Linked DNA regions of Rattus norvegicus: region 2 is linked to region 1. The links are chromatin contacts, called in public Hi-C maps. All regions are on one chromosome and are shown on one strand. Each heading gives the region's core, a stretch centred on a gene start, on an enhancer-like site or on the middle of the called end of the contact. The rest is flanking DNA. Distances are from core to core; before and after follow the strand shown.

Region 1 (3,198 bases), core at 315-2,814:
AGGGCAGGCTAGATGGGGCACAAGTCCTTTGGCCTGTCATGTTAGGAAGCTCCAGGAAGAAGCATTTGCCTTTCTGAGTTCATGTAGCAACATGGGATCTTAATCAAGAAAATGAAACTTGTCTGGTGTTGTAGTGCATGCCTTTAGTCCTAGAGCTCAAGAGCAGAGACACTGGTCTACACAGTGAGTTTCCACAACAGTCAGAGCTGTGTAGAAAGGCCCTGGCTCAGGAAAGAAGTGGGAGGAGTCAATTTTTTGCAGGGAATGTTCATGCTATCAGGTCTGAAGCCCTGACTTCCCCAGGAGAACAGGTTTACTGCTCTCAATCACCAAAGAGTTTATAGGGCACAGACCTATAAAGATCTGGACTAAACCTTGCCTCTGCCACTTACCCACTTACTGTGTAAGCTTGGAAAAGTCATTTTCCTAGCCTGAGTTCTGTGCACTAAGTGGAGGACAGCTGAGAAGGTCATGATGAGAGTTAGGAGGAGCAATTGTACTCCTTTTGTTACCAGTAACACAATATTACAGACCGTCAGGTGCTGTGATAAAACACCATGGCAAAAGCAACCTGGGGAGGAAAGGGTTTATTTCGGCTTATAGCATACAGTCAGTCTGTCCTGAAGGGAAGTCAGGGCAGGCACCTGAGGCAGGAACTGAAGCAGAGAACACTGGGGACCCCTGCTTATTGGCTTGCTTTGCCTGCTTGCTTAGAGTATACCCAGAAGTACCTGCCCAGGGGTGGCACCGCCCACAGTGAGCTGGACCCTTCCAAATCAATCATCAATTAAGAAAATGGCCCACAGGCCAATCTCTTGGAGGCATTTTCTCAGTTGACGTTTTCTCTTTCCAGATGACCTGGGTTTGTGTCAAATTGTCAAATATAAATGGCACAGACTAGATGAACTCCCTCTGTAGACCAGGCTGGCCTCAAACTCACGAAGTTTCTTCTGCTTCTGCCTCCTGAGTCCTAGGATGTGCCACCACTGCCCGGCCCTGATGAAGATATTAAGTAAAAATGACAGAAATATTTGGAATTGTCAAACATTAAACATTAAATTTAAACCAAATATATATTTATATAAACATTAAATTTAAACAAAATTATAGGTTATATATATTGTTCACATATTTATAATTTTACACTTATATTTATAAATTTGTATATTCTATGTAAATATTAAATACATATATGCTTACCATGAATTTGGATTCTTTGAGTTTTCAACACAATTTTTGTTGTTTCACCCTCTCCTGCATTCCCCCTCCCTCTCTTGGAAAGTGTCTTAAGTTTCTTCAAAACAGAAGTCGAGAAATTCTAAAGATTTTCTGATAAAAGCCTTTTAGGCTATTGCTCGGAAAAGAGACTCACGCGGCACAGTAACCGGCTTTAGACCCAAACGCTCAGGAAGCGTTCAACAGGCGGGGGAGCCAAAAGAACGCGGCGGCTGCAGGGCTGCAGGGAGGTGATGGCCACCCGGGGCAGCCACGTGAGCCCGGGCGTGCGCCCCGTACGTCGGTCCCGCCCCAGCTCTGGTCCCAGCCTCCGGCTCCAACCCCAGCCACAACAGCCCCAGCTCCAGCCGGCGCTCCGCTCCAGCGCTCGGACGTCTCCAGGCACCCCACTGCGGCTGCGGGCCTGGCTCTCTGTCGCGTGCGCTCGTACCCCAGGATTCTCCTCCCGCCCTGCACCCTGGAGCGTCCGGCCGCCAGCCTCTGCCAGCTCCTCGGGATCCTTGCGGCCGTGGGCAGCGGCTGTCGCGCCTGTCCCACTTTGGGAGGTAGGTGACCGGGCTGGATGGGGAGCCCGCGCCTCCAGCTGCAGTGGCCCCCCGAAAGGAGCTTCTTTGGTTGCAGAGCTTCCGCGGGGCTCAGTATTTGCGCCTATAAAGAAAAGAATGAAAGACGCTGGCAAGCGATGGGCGGGCGCCGTTCGGGTTGCACCAGGCAGCGCACGCGGGCTTCCGCCAGGGTCTCTCCTTCGTGTCTCGGAGAACCCGCCTGTCCCTCTGAAGCGCTCAAGCAGCATTCCCCTCACGAGGTTCCCCCACACTAGAGGCCTGTGCGAGCCTCAGTCGAGGAATCTCGAGATCTGTGCAGCATACGCCCTTGCAGCATTGTTGTTGAGGGAGTTGGGGTGTTGGCAGGCGTTGGAGACTTGTGCGCCAAGGGGCTGAGCATTCATATGCAGTTGGTGGCGCGGGGGCGGGGACCTCCCGGGTAAGCCTCGGGCCAAATCTAGCTTGTGTCTGTTAAGGGAATTGCGGGGAACCTGCCCAGCTGCGCCCTGTGTGTGACTGATCGCGTGTATTTCGGAGGAGTGAGATCTGACTTGGGGATTCTCCTTGGGGGCGCTGGGACCACTGAACAGATTTTACGGAGGAGAACGCCGAGGTCCAAAGAGGCCCCCAGACCCACGGAGGCTAGGTAGGGAATGTAGAGTAAGTAAACTAGGACTCTGAGTGTGGGGGTTAAGAGTGAAATTTTGGGAAGACTTCCCGGAGAAGGTGCTGTTTGCGCGGTGAGGAGGATGAAACCAATGGAAGGAGAGGGCCCAGGCCGTGTTCAAACCTCGACCTTAGACAGCTCTTCATCCTTCTCTGCGGCGGCAACAGTTCCCGGGAAAGGAAAGGCAGGCGGGAGCTAGAAAGGGGCTGGGGTGGGGGTCGGCTCTTTGTTCCAAATACCTAGGTTCTTTTGAAATACCAGGGTCAGAGCGCGTTAGCTGTCACTTTCCTGAATGACTCTTGCCACGCTGTTTCACAAACATATTTTCAAACCTTTTACCCTGCACTGGTCAGACTCAAGAGGTCTTGTCACCTACAGCGCTAGCAGCTGTTAATTTACGCCTGGGAACCTCGTGTAGGAACGTAGGGTGCCCAGAGAACCGAGCTGTTGTTCGGGGCTCCTTCTCTACCTTAATTTCTATTGTGAAGAAGAACTTCAGGACCAGCATAGCAACCAAGTAGTAACAGCTTTGGGGAGGCTTTAGGTGGAAGGAGAGGAGGTATCTTATGAGGCAGCTGCAGGAATCAGTTACTCAGGATCCCAGGGTGCCACAGTGTGCACACCTGGGATGATCCTGGCTTTGAGCCTTAAGCTTGTTGGATGAGGGACTGTGTGGGGGAGGGGAGCATGGCCGGCTAGGTGGAGAGCACTCTCCCCTGAGGTGAAAGGGAAAAGAGCTCCTGGGGACTC
Region 2 (3,198 bases), core at 293-2,792, 180 kb after region 1:
TCTCCTCTTTACCTAAAAAAGATGAGGACTCTGATTTGGTACAGAAGAACTTTATTGGAGCTCAAAGAGGTGACATAATACAGTCATTTGCACTCACTATTATAGCTTCTTTTATGTATGTTGGACCAGTACTTCTGGAAAGTTGAGCATAATTTAGCAAGGTTTAGTCTTTGGTTTTATACCTAACAGGGAGATGTCAGGGAATATACCAGAATGAGAGAATATGAAGTATTTTGTTATATTCTATGCACATTAGGTAATAAAATATTCTTAATATGGAAAGAAGGCAGAGATTCTTTAACACCTAAAGAGTTTGTGGTAAGGGGTGACATTTCTCATCTCTGGGACACTATTTCATAAATGGAAATCTCATTAATGTAGTGTGATGAAATTAATATAAAGATGAATTGTTTTATACTAAAGAATGTACAGAATCTCTGGTGCTGTCAAATGAAAATCGTGTTTTTCCAAACCTAGGAAGATGTGAGTAGCTGGGCTAGGAAATATGTTACTCTCTAGTTGTAGCTTAGTAACAACAGGAAGTTGAGACACAGGAACCCTCAGTTTAGAAACATTGGGCTTCTTCCCGCTATAAATGATCTAAGAAACATCTGGCTACATCTCCCCAGACTGAGTGCCTGGCCCAACTTCTGTCAGCTCAAGGAAACAAGGAAAGTTGTGGCCTTTGTTGTCGAAAAGTTGTTATTTTCCATCACATTTCACTGAGTGCTCCAGCAGCATCAGCTTCCAACAAAGCAGAGCTTCCATTCATGAAGGCTTCATGTGAAGACCTGTGACAGCAGCTCCTCAGGCTTAGGAATGCTGGGGCTGGGAGTAGCAGTGAGGTCCTTTTTCCCCTAGATTCTCCGCTACCGGGTGGTTTTTTGAGTTGGGAGTCAGGTTCGCTGACCCCAGACAGAATTATTAAATAGACATGACTGTAGCAAGAAGGGCAGCGCTGGTCTGTCGAATTAAGCTGGGTCTGAGTGTATCACGACTCGGGAAAGGGATGAGGTCCCTTCGTCCTCGAGTCAGTGTGAACATTTAGGTCAAAGGAGTAGTCGAGGGGCCCATTGGGTAGTTATTACTAAGGCAAGGAAAGACCGGAAGTCCTGCAGGCCCTCCTCGGAGCGTCAAGAGTCCAGTAACCCCTGTAAGAAGTCTCCCCCAACCTTCCGCCATTATGAGTCCAGGCGGCGCCACGGAGAACGTATACGCCCTTTCTTCCACCTCCCGGGCCTCCCCGTCTCCGCTCATTGGGCAGGGAGAACGCCCCTCCTGCATTTGTACGTGCACCGGGTGGAAACCGGAGCTGGAGTCCTTGGCGTTCCGGGTCGGGAAGGGCCGCGGGGGACGTGAGAAGGCCGTGCGCCTGCCGCTCCTCCCACCTCCCCGCCTCGGCCCCGAAGGGGGCTGCACGGGCGACTTGGCGGCGATGGCTCGAGCTCCGGCGGCGACGACGGTGGCCGGAGGCGGCGGCTCCTCCTCCTCCTCCTGGGCTTGGGCCCGGCGGTGATCCGAGCTGGCGGCCGCGGCCCCCCGATGAGACTGTTGGCGGGCTGGCTGTGCCTGAGCCTGGCGTCCGTGTGGCTGGCGCGGAGGATGTGGACGCTGCGGAGCCCGCTCTCCCGCTCTCTGTACGTGAACATGACTAGCGGCCCTGGCGGGCCAGCGGCGGCCACGGGCGGCGGGAAGGACACGCACCAGGTACTGGGCCGCGGCCCTGCGGAGCGGGGGCGTGGCGCTCGGCCTTCCCGCGCTCGGCCGGGCCATTGTGCGGGGCGGCGCGCGCGGGCCTCGGCCCCAGCCTCTCACAAACTTTTCCGGGCCCGGGCGCTGGCCCAGCGGCGCCTTTTGTTTGGCGGCGCGGGCGGGGGACAGCCTTTGCTGCCTGGCTCCCCAGGCCCCAGCGTGGGCGCCCCGGAGCCCCGCATTGTTCCAGGCCGTCCGCCGCGTCCTCGCCGGGCGTCCGCGTCTGGCCTCCGGACCCGAGCAACTTTGGGGTGGGCCACACAACTGGCACAGGGGCCTGAGCAGAAAACCGCCCCAGCCCTCCTCTCCCTCAGAGGAACAAAACCCGAAAGCCGGTCTCTTTTTGTCTAGCCGACTCTCTGGATATACAAAGGGTTATAAAGACATTTAACTGGGCCTCGTGAACGTTTCGACTGACATTTCCCCGAAGCACTTAAAAAATGTGTTTGACAGGTCTGGGCTCCCAGCCTAGGAACCCTCCTCCCCCTCTGCCTATGAGACGTGTCCTTTAAACTTGGGTTTAGTTAGCTGACCAGAAAGGTTGGAAGGAGGAGCAAGATGATGCAAGCTTTAGAGGGAGAGGTTTTTACAATCTGAACTTTACAGCTGTGAATTCCTGTAGTTATGGATTGTGAGCCGTGGTGGGGTGCGGAGGGGAGGGGGGGTTCTACCAGTAGGATGGGTTTGGATGGTCTTTTCCTTAGCTATTTCTACCACTTAAAGAAACATACATGGGTCAGCTGTTGAATTAAGAGGGAGATATTTGACTGTAAGTAGTTTGTGGTTAACCTTGCAGTCACAGAAGAGAAGAAGCCTTTGAATTTAGACAAACTTTGGGCTTCTAAATGCCCGAGTTTAGTACATCTTGTTTTACAGAGAGATGTAAGGAATTATTCCTCGTGTCATTTGAACCTCACCTTTTTATGTATAAAAGTAGCATTATGGTTTTATTTGCTAAGTACTGGGTTGTGTTGTTTTTTATGATGTTGGGATGGAACTCAGGTCCTGGAAACTTGATCAATACTCAGACTTCATTTTCTATTTTGGAAGGAATCCTAGATTTACATTATTTTAAATTCCCTAGTGATCGTGGTGTTTTAGATGACCTTTATGTGGGTCTGTTGGGAGTGCATATAAACTTAGTATACAATCTTAAATTGTATAACCATGCTTTTTGCCACGGACTATTTTATGGTGGCTCAGTGTCATAGAGACAACTCTGAAGTACTACACTGGTAATTATACAGGATCAGGTGCCTCTTGCCCATGTGGTACAAGAACTTGGAAATGCTGTGTTTAACATGGAGTGGATAGAAAAAAATGATTATTCCCTATGAGGAATTATGGTTGAGTCTCCCAGTTGTTGGTATTTATGATAACACTTGTGATTACTGCAGTGGCTTGATTTAAGTGGTCATAAACATTGTGCTTATGGGATGGCTCAGT

What was found. Hi-C and Micro-C count contacts between places; a contact is called where the count stands out from the background.
Region 2: a Hi-C map of liver shows a contact between it and region 1, with 2.3 times the contacts expected there. The contact joins the promoter of Mettl9 here to the promoter of Eef2k in region 1. A contact is called at or near these places in 2 of 12 Hi-C or Micro-C datasets (both in liver).

Annotation. Positions count from the first base shown.
Region 1 is chr1:184,822,856-184,826,053 of GRCr8, forward strand. Eef2k (eukaryotic elongation factor-2 kinase) reads left to right here and starts at 1,565. Exons shown (of 18, transcript NM_012947.3): 1 at 1,565-1,781. It overlaps LOC102556194, which reads right to left and starts at 2,168. Exons shown (of 2, transcript XM_063279604.1): 1 at 1,201-2,168; 2 at 573-996. The coding sequence starts at 2,029. The coding sequence ends at 1,391.
Region 2 is chr1:185,007,774-185,010,971 of GRCr8, forward strand. Mettl9 (methyltransferase 9, His-X-His N1(pi)-histidine) reads left to right here and starts at 1,543. Exons shown (of 5, transcript NM_001163164.1): 1 at 1,543-1,707. The coding sequence starts at 1,543.